Linked DNA regions of Rattus norvegicus: region 1 is linked to region 2. The links are chromatin contacts, called in public Hi-C maps. All regions are on one chromosome and are shown on one strand. The core of a region is the stretch at or near the end of the contact, and the rest is flanking DNA. Distances in the headings are between cores, read along the strand shown. Region 1 holds the start of Ddx18 (DEAD-box helicase 18). Region 2 holds the start of Ccdc93 (coiled-coil domain containing 93).

What was found. A called contact is a pair of places that touch in the nucleus more often than the background predicts.
Region 1: a contact with region 2 is called in a Hi-C map of liver, with 2.6 times the contacts expected there. The contact joins the promoter of Ddx18 here to the promoter of Ccdc93 in region 2. A contact is called at or near these places in 2 of 12 Hi-C or Micro-C datasets (liver and psoas muscle).

What each region holds. Positions count from the first base shown.
Region 1 is chr13:35,290,694-35,297,335 of GRCr8, forward strand. It overlaps Ddx18 (DEAD-box helicase 18), which reads right to left and starts at 5,279. Exons shown (of 13, transcript NM_001006996.1): 1 at 5,162-5,279; 2 at 3,361-3,648; 3 at 2,017-2,169. The coding sequence starts at 5,246.
Region 2 is chr13:35,157,744-35,165,090 of GRCr8, forward strand. Ccdc93 (coiled-coil domain containing 93) reads left to right here and starts at 2,635. Exons shown (of 24, transcript NM_001024997.1): 1 at 2,635-2,814; 2 at 6,061-6,174. The coding sequence starts at 2,773.

The DNA.
Region 1 (6,642 bases), core at 4,029-6,528, 140 kb after region 2:
CACACGGTGGCTCTTAACCACTCGCAATCCTAGTTCCAGGAGTAAAATAACTACTCATCTCCATGGGCACCAGGCATGCATGGTGTACATGCATACACGCTGGCAAAGTACCATACACATAAGAAAAAGTATGGACATCAAACATATCAAAAACTGAGCCCTCCACTCTGCCATGCTCTGGCCACAGCTGTGGTTTCTCAGCTTGGCAGCCATGATGGTCCTGACTTGTGACAGATGTTGTGGGAAAACACCCACGACCTGATTAATGTTTTCAGTGCGGCACTGATAAACTACTAGACACATAACGCTTTTATAAATCAGGCTTTGTTAGAAGACTTTTCCCAACCAGAGGTCAAGTAAAAACTCTGATCATTTTTTAAAAGAGACTTTACTTTTAACCACATGTCTGTTTGTGTGCAGACATGTGCACATGAGTGCCGACTCCTGTGATATCCCAGAGCTAGAACTACCTGTGCACAGATCACCGTGAGCCACTAGCATGGATGTTTGTCTCTGGTTCTCTGCTTTGAGCTGCTGAGCTTATTTCCAGCCCCGGGGAGCATGTTTAGGACAGGTTCCTGTGAAGGCTGCTGGAGGATATTTGATCACACTGTGAACCCCAATACTGTATTGTTTACTGGACAAACCGGTTCTCATCGTGGTGTGGCTCAGTCTGGCTGGGATACAGACATGCCCTTAGCACACACCTTTAACCCCAAACAACGAAGGTGAAGTTAGTGTGTAGAAGGAAGCACCCACGTCAAATGAGACAAAGATTTGACAGAATAAGATATTCCCAACTCTCACAAGAACAGAAATTAAAGCTACTTAAGAGAAAGCCTGGGGGGGGGAGGGGCGGAAACATGGGGGAGAGGAAGGGAGGGAGGAGAAAGTTTTACTAGGACGGAGTATAGAGACAGGTTGCAGAGAGAGAACAAGCAGACATAGGTGAAGACCGAATGAACCAGAGAACGAGAATGAGCCAGAAGATTAGAACATATGAGGCCAAGCAGAGCAATTCAGTCAGAAGCTGAAGCCAGTTTGAATCAGTCAACAAGGAAAGGAGTTCAGAAAGACCTAGAAAGAGTGAGCTTAAGTCTCAGAGGCTGAAAACATTCTAGGTCTAGGTAAGAAGCTTCCAGGCCCAGGCCCAGGTTAGGTTAGGTAGAAGCAGCGAGCCTTCGAGACTTACATCGGGAATAAAAGACACTTTTACAGAAGGTAGCATGCGTCCATGCATTCTTGACTTCTGTTCTGAACTTCAGTGAGTTTACTGGGATATACAGCCCCATTGTAAAAAGGAACATCTAAATTGACACTGGGCTGGAGAATTCTTTTTGTGCGGGGTGTGTGTGTGTGTGTGTGTGTGTGTGTGTGTGTGTGTGTGTGTGTGGACTAAATTCAGGACCTTGTGCATGCTGGGCAAGGGGCTATGCTATGTGTCTCAAGATGCTGTGTGGCAGGCACCTCCACACTCTAGATGTCAGTAGACTGCCCATAGTCAGGCTTGCAGTGTACGACTTTAGGTGCTAACATGGATATTTCTGAGACAAGCTTGCTGCTTGACTTGGGGTGCAAAACTGTCCTGCTGATGAGTCACTTCTGTAACTTCTCTAATTTTCTTCTGTAGACTGCCCTCAGCACAGTACTACCAGGTGACTTTAGCAATCTCAATTAAGCATTACAATACTAAGCAAGCAAGCAAGCAAGCAAGATCTCCTAAAAACAGCTCAAACAACTCCTATGCAATTCTGGTTAGAACGATAAATTCTAGCCGAAACCCTTGAATCCCAGAAGCTGTGAGAATATGAAACTATTTAAATATTAGGAACACAGAGAAAGAAAGAAAAGGGATGGAGAAAAGTGCCCAGGTACCACAAAGCAGAAGAGGGAAAACAGCACAAAGATACAAAACTCATGTGGGCTGATAATTAAAGGTCACAATGGAACCTTCCGTCATGCAGAGAAATGTGACACATCTAAGACAAGACACCTGGAAAAGTCCCTGACCATCACCTGTCACTCCCAACGGCAGACTGGGCACCTCACTGTCATCTGCCTCCTTCACACCATCTTCTGGTTCCTCACCAGCCCCTTCTGGTTCCTCACCAGCCCCTTCTGGTTCCTCACGAGCCTCCGTGCCTTCTTCAGTTTTTGCTTTTTTGGGATCTTGGTTTAAAAAACAAACAAATAAAAACTCTTTTATTATTAAAATAACCAATGGGAACGGAACATTGGTTATGTAAAGAAATACATTTTTCAAAGCTTAATGTTATGCTAACATTTGATACTTGTTACAAACCTTTTTCAGGAAGAGACTTGGTTCAATATTTAAAATGTTGGGGTATAAATGATTTGCAAACAAAACAATGTTTTAAAGTTTCTTAAGCATTACACTATTCCAGATTTAAAAAAGAATCATTGACCCCCCCCAACCTCCCCAACAAAAATTATCTGTGTAGCCCTGGCTGCCTGGAGCTCAACTTATGAGCTAGGCTGGCCTTGAACCCACACAAGCACCAATATTTTCTCCTCTTGCCATTACACCTCTGTAAGTAGCTTCTGCTTTGAAGATGAAACACTAAAAGCTTGGGCTTTTCCTGTTCCCACAGATGTTAAGGCTAGAGCAAGGGCGATGGTTTCTTAGCCGGTGATCCAAACTGGGCTGCTGGGAAGAAGCACAGAAGTATGCTCCTGCAGCACTCAAACCACCTCACCCTGCCCCATTTGCTTGTTCACACCTCAACAGGAGGCTCATCTGTGTGCACCAGAATTTGCTGCCATCTTCCTCCTCCTGCTCTTCAGCACTACCCTGTATCGTCCACTCACATGAAAGACCAATGTCTTATTTACTCACAACTTTCCTATGCGTTATCTTAGACTTTGCAAATCAGCGCTTCTGGGGGAGAGGGCTTATAAACAATATACGAGCAGGAGACAAGTAAATCAAAAGGTCACAGAATGACTAAGGCGAATGCCTTCACACACAAAAGCCCAGGGAGATGCCTCCCATTCCAGCCTGGATTCAGGCTGTGTTCATTAAAGTTCTAAAGCCATGGAAATATGCACACTCAAAAGATGATGCGATGGTCCATCCAGTTTATCTACACAGCCCAACGATCTGCTCCCCACAACCCTTAGTGGAGTACTATAAATGTAAAGAACTTTCCCCAAGGGTAGCCAACCTGGGGAAAACTCCAAACCTGCCTCCCTTGTCCACCAATAATAAACCGTGTTGTTTAGCTCCCAGGCTAGTCTCACGCTGGTGAGCACAGGGGACGCTTCACACACACAATAGAGGGACGTGACCAAGAGTTGAAAATCTATCTGAATGGCAAATACGAAAAGCAAAAAACCCACCAGGCTCAGTGTCATTTCCAATTTTCCTCTTCTTCTTCTTTTTCTTCTTTAGTTCTGGATCTGTAGATGGCATTGCTGCTGCTTCTCCATTGGTTAAAATGGTAAGTTTTTGGGGTGACTTTTTAACTTTGGCATTTTCCACAGTCTCCTCGGGCACGCCTCTACTTTGTGCTTCTGCTGAGCCTGCAGTCACAGAATGCTTCAGGGCCTTTTTAGCTTTTCCACCTTTTCCTAGTTCTTCAGGCACATCTCCATTTTCAGGCTGTGACAGGCTCCTGTCTGATGCTTCTGTTTAAAGACAGAACTTACACTGTGACAAGAGAAAGCTTAAACGCTGACATTCGCAGGAAAAAAAAATCCCGGGCTTTCTGGACCTCCCAATTGTTTAAAGTTGTTTTAACTTCAAAAGACCTTAGTTGGCATACAGAAGTCTATGAAAAATGTCGGCAAGGTCACATAATTAAATCAAATGATTAGTAAGCAGCAATGAGAAGAAATATATTTTTAACGTAAGTATCTGGACTGCTGGTGTTGCTGGCACACACCTTTAATCCCAGCACTTGGGAGACAGAGACAGGTGGATCTCTGAGTTTGAGACCAGCCTGGTATAACTGAGCTAGTACTGGGATAGCCAGTGCTAAGCATTTGATAAACATAACTGAATGTTTCACATTCCTACAGTTATTACTTATATAATTTCACATCACTCAAACCCAACTTTCCTAGACTTTGGTGAACTGAAAATTCAGTTAACGAAAACCACTCATTTGCCCTATTAAAGCCCCAAACTATCCTTACGAGGCAACACCATCTTTAGTTTACAATATTACCTACACCAAGAAGTAGCTACTAAGCGGCGTTAATTATTCTACAGGTACTAAATGAAGAAACTTCAATACTTATGCCTAAAACCCACCACGGCCTCTGCGCTTTCAATTACTATCTGTTGAAAATCATGTGGGTTGAGTCAATTTCCCTCAGCACTTCCCACGGAGGACTTAATTCAGTGATTCTCAATCTACTGGTCACTCGACCCCCCACTACAGGAGTCTCATATCAGATATTTACATTACGATTCATAACAGTAGCAAAATTACAGCTATAAAGTAGCAACGAGATAATTTTGTGGTGGGTGGGGGTCATCACAATATGAGGAACTTTAATAATGGGCTACATCATTAGAAAGGTTGAGAACCTTGTATCTTACAGGGAGGTAACCTAAACAAGCTACAAAAACTGCAACAAGAGAGTGACAAGTGTCAACTTTTCACTTAAGCCCTTGTGCCAAAACCAAGATGTTAAGGAATTTACAAACTAAGTTGTGTGCCACAAGAACCCTGGGAGAGTTCTGCGTTTAACATGCGAGGAGGATCCCTGCAGGAATGAAGAGAACAAGCTAAGAAAGACAGCAGTATCATCACTGGGAAAGCTCCGAGAAAAAGAATTCATAAAAGTTTGGGCAGAGGATGAGATCCAAGAACTAAGTAAAAGTCGGGAACCGCAAAGGGTAGTACCTAGATACAAAGTTCTCCATGGGGACTAAAGATGATGGGGGAGTCTAGGGTAATAGTTAGGTTTTGAATGTCCTGCCAACATAATGCTGGGAAGTAAGTTCGAGGCCTCTCACTTCCACCCCGTGCCGAGAAACCCACACCCGCAAAGAGCAGGGTGCACTGGGGCTGGGACCCAGGAGGCCTGCTCGTGCGGCGCATGCCGGGCTCCCGCCGGAAGCTGCCCGGCGCACCGCCGAGTTTCTGGGTTCCCGAAGTCGTTCGACACTGCGGGGTTCAGCACAGCTCACCTTGCAGCTTCAGGTTCCGTTGCCGCAGCTTGGCGTTCCGCTTTTCGATCTTCTTGCGCAGGAGTTTCATCTGTAACTGCGACATGTTGCCGGGTTGCCCAGCCGTCTGCACCGAGCGACAGATGCACGTGCGCAGTTCCGAGTCGGAAGTGTTGTATCGCTGGACTCGGCGGACCCGCGGGGCGGAAATGCTTTGGGCGGAAACGGTTTCTGGCGAGAGCTGGGTTTCCTTTGGAGACCGAATTTCCTGCAGCGCCCTCTGGGGACTGGAGGACGCGTTGTGAACCTGTTTGCCTTGCTAATGGCCCGCTAGTTTTACAAACCAAGACTGAACAATAAAAAATCCGATTGATTGGAAGACAGAATTCCTTGTGGCTCAGAAAAATCTGTTCTCCTTCACTGTTAGAGTGGTGTCAGTTTCCGGTCAGAAGAGGTTTAAGTCTTAAAGTCTTCTTGGTAGACGGGCGTGGTGGTGCTCGCCTTTAATCTCTGCACAAGGAAGGCAGGGCAAGTGGATCTTTGTGAGTTGAGACCAGCCTCATCCACAGAGCAGCACTCCACACCCACCCAGCGCGCCCCAAACGAAACAAAAAGACTAAGGAAACAAGAACAACAACAAAAATATAACAACTTGGGCCCTGTATCACACAAATGTCTTTCCTCACAGCATAGTTTTTCCTCAATTTTCCAGGGCTGCGTTCTCTCTCTCTCTCTCTTTCCTTGTCTCCCTCTCTCTCCCTGTCTCCCTGTCTCCCTGTCTCCCTGTCTCCCTGTCTCCCTGTCTCCCTGTCTCCCTCTCCCTCCCCCCTCTTTCTTTTCATTTCTTTTCTTTTTCTTTTGTGCTGGTGTGCGGTAGATGTATGATGAATGCCATAGGTAAAACAGAATTTTTACATGACTTCCATGAAGACAGAATCATAGTAACAGAACACATACTGACAGGGAAGTTCATGAACCACCTAACAAGGTTCCTGGTTTCAGGGTGGACATTTGGGTGAAGTCTTCATTCATCATACATTATGCTTAGATGTACGTGTGTGTGTGTGTGTGTGTGTGTGTGTGTGTGAGAGAGAGAGAGAGAGAGAGAGAGAGAGAGAGAGAGAGAGAGAGAGAGAGAGTGTGTGTGTCCGGGGATGGGCCTGCAGATGGAATCTTTAATTCAGCATTTCAGTGCTGAGTATTGAACCCAGGGCCTTTTTTATGTAGGTGGTCACCATACCGATGGAGCTACACTTTACTCCTAAGTGTCTAGAAGTATTATAATTGGGGCACAGGAGATGGCTCAGTCTGTGAAGAGATTGCCTTGCAAAAACAAAGACCCGAATTCCATCTACCTCTCATAGAAAGAAAGCCAGTTGTAGTGGTGCTCAGATGCCAGCTTCCTTCTAGGACCAGGCCCAGGAGAAACCATGTCTCAAGATAGTGCCTGATATCTGTGATGGCTATTCTTGTTGCCAACTTGACTGCATCTGGAATGAACT
Region 2 (7,347 bases), core at 1,385-3,884:
TTTAGTCAGGGAATGAAGTTTATAAGGCTCTTCCTACCATGTGTGTGCTCTGTGTCTAGAGAAGCCACTGATCTGTTTGGATAAACCCCCAAAGTACAAAGTTTGAAGTTTTCTAAGGACAAACATTTACTTCGTATCAGCTTTTTAACACTTCAGGAATAGGATCTGTATCAGTCAGGGTTCCCTAGAGTAACAGAATTTATAGAATGAATCTCTGTGTGTGGATTCATTGGATTTATTGGAATGACTTATGGGCTGCAGTTCAGCTAATCCAACGATAGCTGATTGTGAACAGAAAGTTCAAGAATCCAGAAATTGCTCAGTTCCACAAGGCCGGATGTCTCGGCTGGCCTTCAGTATATGCTGTTGTTCCAGAGTAGGCTCTAATGTCAGCAAAGGAATGGATGTATTAGCACGTTGAGAGGACAATCAGGCAAAGAGCAAAAACCTTCCTTCTTCAGTGTCTGTGTCCTTACACCTTCCAGTAGAAGGTGTGGCCTATATTAAAGACTTGTCTTCCTTCCTCAAGACTCAGGTCAAAGGCTGTGTCTTCCTGCCTTAAAGGTCTGGACTAGAAGTGGATTCACCCACTTCAGACTAAGCAGAAAATCTCTCACAGGTGTGCTCTCCATTTCTGGATTGTAGTTCACTTCAGATGGTAGTGGTTTGAATAGGAATGGGCCGCATAGACTTATTCGTTTGAATGCTTGACCATATGGAGTGGCACTGTTAGGAGGTGTGGCCTTGTTGGAGGAAGTGTGATATGGTAGAGGCAGGCTTTGAGGTCTCCTATGCTCCAGCTACACCCAGTGTGGCACAGTCTCCCGCTGTCTACGAATCAAGATGTCGAACTCTAGGCTCCTCTGGGACCAAATCCTCCTGCCTGTCTCCATGCTCCTTGCCATGACGATAGTGGACTAGACTGTATCTGAAACTGTAAGCCAGCCCCCAATTAAATGTGTCCTTTATAAGAGTTGCTGTGGTCACGGTGTCTCATCACAGCAATGAAACATAAAGTAAGACACAGAGGTAGTCAGGTTGACAACCAAGAATAGCTATCGTAGGAGCTGGAAAGATGGCTTGGTGATTAAGAGCTCTTCTTGCTCTTGCAGAGGACATGGGTTTGATTCCCAGCGGCCATGGGTAGCTCATAACTATCTGAAATTCAGGTTCCAGGGGCTCTTATACCCTTGAACTTCTGTGAGTGGGAGGCACGCACACGGTGTGCAGGCATATATATATACAGGCACAACATTCAAACACCTAAAATAAAATAAATAAATCTAAAGTAATAATTGAAGTTATTAGCGACATTAAGAGGAGGAAGGGAAACAAAGGCAAACCCCTTTGATGGCGAGAAGCATGTGCTTTCACGGTCTTCTATCCCCTGCTTCCGTAAAGATCTCCTCTAAGGCAAAAGACTTCACAGCACTCCTGCCTCCATTTCTTACAAAATGAAAGTAAGCTGGTACACCGTTATGGAGCCAGTGCTGGGCTGGTGGGAAAAGACCACCCTGTGTATAGCCACCATCCTTTGGGACAGACAAGGGGCACATTACATAAGTGGCACAGCAGCTAATATTATGTGATCACGGAACTCCGCATTCTGCAAAACACGTCTCCCAAAAAGACGTAGAGCATCAGGACAAGATGGGGTGGGGATAAATTTCCAAACAAAATTTTCCTGGAAATAAGACACAGAGACTAGGAGGGAACAGATGTAATAATCTCTCTCTGGGTTCTCTGTCCCCAGGTACATATATTGATAGCCGGAACAAGAGTGTGTTAAATATAGCTGGAACTGGGTCTTAGCTGCACAAAACGTAACCAAGTGGGGACTGCTGACTCAGGAGCTGGGATCTTCCAAAGCTAGGCTTGGAGAGAACCAAACTCACAGCATCTGATATCCAGGAAATGAAAGGAAGGGAGCCGGAATGCAAGACATCCTCATGACGCAAGGAAATAGCTTTTAAGAAGGTCCTTGAAGGCTAAGAAACTAGAAAGTGGTTCTTGACAGGACAAAAAAAAAAAAAAAAAGTCTTAAGGGAAAGGAATGGGACTCGTTAAAGATCACTAGTGATATAAGGGTTGAAAGGAGAAATACTAGAGGTAGAAGGATATAAGAAGGAAGGGGCGGGGCAAGGAAATGGTAGAGAAAAGTAGGTGGGGGTTCAAGTAAAACTAAGTATGTATGAAAATGCCATAAGGGAACTTATGCTACTTTGTAAACGGGAAAGAAAAGGGAACTGGTCACGGTGGCACATGCCTATAATCTTAGGACATGGGATGGGGAAGCAGGAAGATCAGAAGTACAAAGTCATCCTCAGATATACAGCAAGTACTAAGCTAGGCTGGCTAAGACAGTCTCAAGAAAAAGACAGAACAATAAGAAAACATTTTAAGAAACAAAAACTTAAAAAAGAAAACGAAAGTAAAGAAAAAGTAAAAGAGGAAAAACAGAAGAAAGAGAAACATTTAAAAAAGAAATAAAAAGTAGTTTAGGAGGAATCTTCAGCTCAGTACCGCCCTTGAGGGGAGGATCGGTTACTCAGGATCCAGCCCCGCCCAGCAGTGCTGGCTGCCCTGGCGCAAGCGCAGGCGCAGTGGCTCCTTGCTTCTGCCCTAGTGCGCATGCTCCGCGGGGCCACGGTTCTCCGACCGGCTGTGGTAGTGTCAGCTCCTGTGAAGGAAGTTTCCGCTTTGCACCCCACCCGGATCACAGTCCGGTTATAGGACCGGCTCCCTTCGGTTCCACATCAGCGCATCCGGATCATGGGGTTACCCAAGGGGCCGGAGGGCCAGGGGCTCCCGGAGGTGAGGACCTCTGTCCCTGACACCCTGGGGTTGCTGGGGAGAGAGGGCCGATCCCGGGGCGGTGGGCAGGGACCAGGCTGGAGTGGCGGGGCACAGTGTCTGCGGTTGCTCAGGTGTGTCTGCCCCTAGGCGGGCTCTAGGTCTCCTGGAGGGGCAGCCGGCTGGTCCCCCGGCGTGCCAGGGTGCATCGTGTTGCTGGGTGCAAACTTAAGGGTTCCTGGGTCCTTTGGGGAGAGAGGGAACATCCAGAGATCTGCCCAGATGCAGCCTCATACATCATGATGTCCTAGGGAATTCCTATCTCGGGCTGTCTGGAGACCCCTCACATTGCGAGACTGGCTCCCCCAGGCCAAGGCTGCTGCGCTCAGGAGTCTCGGCAGTCACAAGACGAGCGGTGAGACTGTCCTGGCTCCTGGTGTGCAGAGGTCGGTGACCTTGGGACGCACTTCTCCTGCGGGGTCCAGGCGGCCAGCCTCTCATTCCCTTTTGTCGGGGTGGAACGCCACCTACCCGGCTTGTAGCCTCCTGCCCCTCCCCCCAGTCCCACGGGCCGGGGAGGATGAAGGAAGTTTGGGAGCTCTGCGCACATCGGGGTGATGACAAGAGTTGAGGACACCCTCTCCTGTGGTGCCCCGTGCCGGGACAGGAACATTGCTTAAGGAGGGAGAACCTTTCCAGGAATGCATTAGTCAAATTCTCAGCCTGTACTCATTCGCTCTTACAGACAAGACAGGACTTCCACCACGCTGGCTGGGAAGAAAAGCTCAACCACCTTCTAACGGTGGGCCACCCTTAGAGCTTGGCTGGGGGATTTCCAGTTGTTCTTCTAGTTGCCTTACTCAAAGCTCTGAGCTTAGTGAAGAGTCCCAGTTTCCAGAGAGAAGTAGGGAACACCTCTAGGGCACCTGGCTCCCCTTCTAGGGCGAGGAGGAGGCAGGCTTTGGCAGAGGTGTGCCCATTTCTTCGACACTGTGCCTAGTGGTCGTTCATATTCAACTGCACCGATCTTGCCTCCCTGTGCCCCTCACACACCCTTCTGTTACATCTTCACCCTACTCATTACCGAGTCACAGTGTTCAGTGCCCAGGAGACAATATTGCAGAGGAAGGGCTGATGTGGCCCTGCTTTAGGTAAAGTTTCATGGAGTCTGGACTGTAATAGTGTAGGTTTTCTTTGCCATGTACAAATCTCTCTCTCTCTCTCTCTCTCTCTCTCTCTCTCTCTCTCTCTCTCCCTCCCTCCCTCCCTCCCTCCCTCTCTCTCTCTCTCTCTCTCTCTCTCTCTCTCTCTCTCTCTCTCTCTCTGTGTGTGTTGTCGAAGTGCCTATGTGAATGTGTGGAGGTCAGAATAGAGCCTCCCATGTCACCCTCACGAACACTGAAAACCTCTTTTGAGGCATTCTTATTGGCCTGGCACTTCTCAAATAGGCTAAGTTGCATGGTCAATGAGTCCCAGGGATCTTTCTGTCCCTGGGATTACAAGGGCATAGCACCATGTCTGGCATGTTTACATGGGTTCTGGAGATTGAACTCAGATCCTCATGTAGGTGAGGCAAGCGCTGGTTAAGGCTTTTCTTGGCCGTCTGCTATGGAGTCCTGTCTAGGCTCCCAGTTCTACCCCAACTCCTTCAAACTAGTGGAAGTCTTTCTAACAGTAGTAAACACACCACTTCCGTGAGTATGCTTGACTCCTCAGAGGCTGCCAGGAGGCTGGGTCTGATTTGTTGCTCTTTTCTAGCTTGGTCTACATAGTGAGTTCTGGACCAGCCGAGGGGAGGAGGAGGGGGGTTGGGCATACATAGTGAGACCCCATCTCAGAAAAGGAAAAGCAAGGCAAGAACTGTATTATATTAGTGTGCACACAGATATACATTTAATAGAAGATATAAAGGTTAGAAACTAGCACAGGTATAAAATTTACAAGATCCAAATAACGAGGGTTTAGGGGAGAGTGCTTGCATACGTGCTTGAGCTGCGGGTCTGTCCCCAGCACAATGAACAGTGAGGGGTGGGGTGCCTCTAATCTTGGCACCCGGGTGGCAAGAGATTCAGAAATGTAAGGTCATAGTCCACGCACAGCAATGGAGGCCAACCCTGGGCACGTGAGACTTTGTCTTAAAAGGACAGAATTACTGTCACCTGGCTCTCAGCAATCCAGTTAACTAATGCAGTCCGGATTTTAAACCCCTTTGTGTGTATATGAGAGAAAACCATAGCTTTCAGCTTCTAGCTTCTGTGAGTGACAGTGCAGGACGCATGGGAGTTTGTTTATTTGGCCTCGTTTAAGAGCTCAGGGTGATCCGTGTTCATCAGTGTTCTGGTTATGAATCTATTTACCTGTACTTCATATATGTCCGCGTGTCTGCATGTGCGAGTGAATCTGGATACCCAAGAAGACCAGACGAGCGTTGTCAGATACTGCGGGGTTGAGTTAAGGTGGCGTTGAGCTGCCTGGTGTGGGGAACTGAACCTGGGTCTTCTAGAAGAACAGTGTGTTCCCTGCACCACTGAACCATCTCTCTGGCCTCCAGTATTCTGAGTTTAGTAACTGGATGTATTAACCAGTGCGGAGGGGTTTTATGGTTTCAAGAAAGGATGTTTTGTTTGTTTGTTTGTTTTCTGCGTATCAGCTCATGGCCCCTTTCCATTCTGTGTAAGCATGTTGATGTGTATAACGTGAATTTGGAATCAAACATCCCCATTCAGAGTCATGCTTATTTCATTGGTTCTGTTGGTTGTACATGCTAGCCTGTAGGAATGCCGTATACGGTGGATTGAGGTGGGAGATTGTTATCTTTATAACAGACACATGATGGCTGAAGGGTTCCTATTTTATTTATCTGTGTGTTTGTGTGTTTGCATGTTTGGTGTCTATATATGCCTAGGCATGTGTGTGTGGGTGTTCACATGCATGTGGGTACATATGTATGTGAGTCGAGGCCTGAGGTTGACATCAGGTGTCTTCCTCAGTCATTCTCTACCTTGGTCATTGAGCCAAGGCCTCTCAGTTGAATCCTGAATTTGCTAGTTGGTCTAGTCTGTCTATCCATATAGCTAGCCTGTGGTCCTTGCTTTCCAAGTGCTGGACTCACAGGTGGGCACCATGCCTGCCCAGCATTTATATGGGTTCTCTGGTCCTCATGCTCATATGGTCATCGGACTCTTGGTGATGCTACCGGAAGGATATACTTCTTTTCTGTTCAGTTGAGATGGCCTTTACCAGTTACACATATCCCTTTTGCTCCAGGTGGAAACGAGAGAAGACGAAGAACAGAATGTCAAGCTGACTGAAATCCTGGAGCTCTTGGTTGCGGCTGGCTATTTCAGAGCAAGAATTAAAGGCTTGTCTCCTTTCGACAAGGTAAGAAAAAGCCTCGCTATCTACTAAGCCATTTCTCTGAAGGACTGCACCGTTAACCAAGGTAGCGGAGGCTGGAGTGAGTGTGTTTTTACTTCCTCTTTCCCCATGATTCTATTCCTCCCCATCCAGATTCCTTAGGGATGCACTCGGATTTCCTGTTCAAAGAGAATTATAAGTCAGTAGGTGCAATCGGGTTCCTTTACTGTGCACAATATTTTAGGAAGCGTAAAAAAGCAAAGGAGTGTTTGTGCAGGCCGGGGAGACTCCTCAGTCAGTCAGTAGAGTGCTTTCTGAGAGAACATGGGGACCTAACTTGGATCCCCAGAACCCATGTTTAAAGAAAAGAAAGAAAGAAAGGGAAAGCAAAACCCAGAATGTGCCGTGCTTGTGATTCCAGTACTGGGGAAATGGAGCCAGGCAGATGCCTGGGTCTCCCTGGCCAGCCTGGCCAAACCGATGAGTCCCAGGACACCAGCACAGTGAGACCCTTCTCAACTAGAGAGATGGAGGGAAGCCTCCTGAGGAATGACACCCACTGCAGACCTGTGGCCTTTACATGGATGCATGTGGATGTACGCACACATACGCACACATGAACGCTCACACGTATACATGCACATATGAGAAATTGTTTCTCTCTTAAGGAACATATCCTTTGGGAAGGAGTTATGAAGTATATGGAGGAGATAATCTGAGTTCATAGTCATCCTGAAATGCATGCGTAGAAACAATGGCAGGTACCCTGTAGGTGGCAGCTGCCTGTTTTTGGGGGGGTGGGGTGGGGCTTCACGGGATGGAATATTTCATGTCTTTTAAACTTTTGTTTTAAAGTTTTATTTTTAAGTATGTGTACATGTGTGTTGGTGTGTTCAAATGGGCATTGGAACTCCTTTAAGCTGGAGTTAGAGTGGGGACCAAACTCAAGTTCTCTGCAGGAGCAGCATGCAATTTTAACCACTGAGCCGTCTCTCCAGCCCTGGGGTAGCATCTTTTAATTTAGCAGAGCTGTGAACAGTTATCATGCACAGGACCTAGTATTAGGTGTTGAGGGCACAGAGATAAGCAGTAGCCCTTCACTCAAAGAGCTCCACTGTCGAGAAGAGCGACAAGCCAACCAACAGGCAGGGCCTAAATTATATGGTGCCCAGTAGACTGCACCCCTCAGGCATCTGA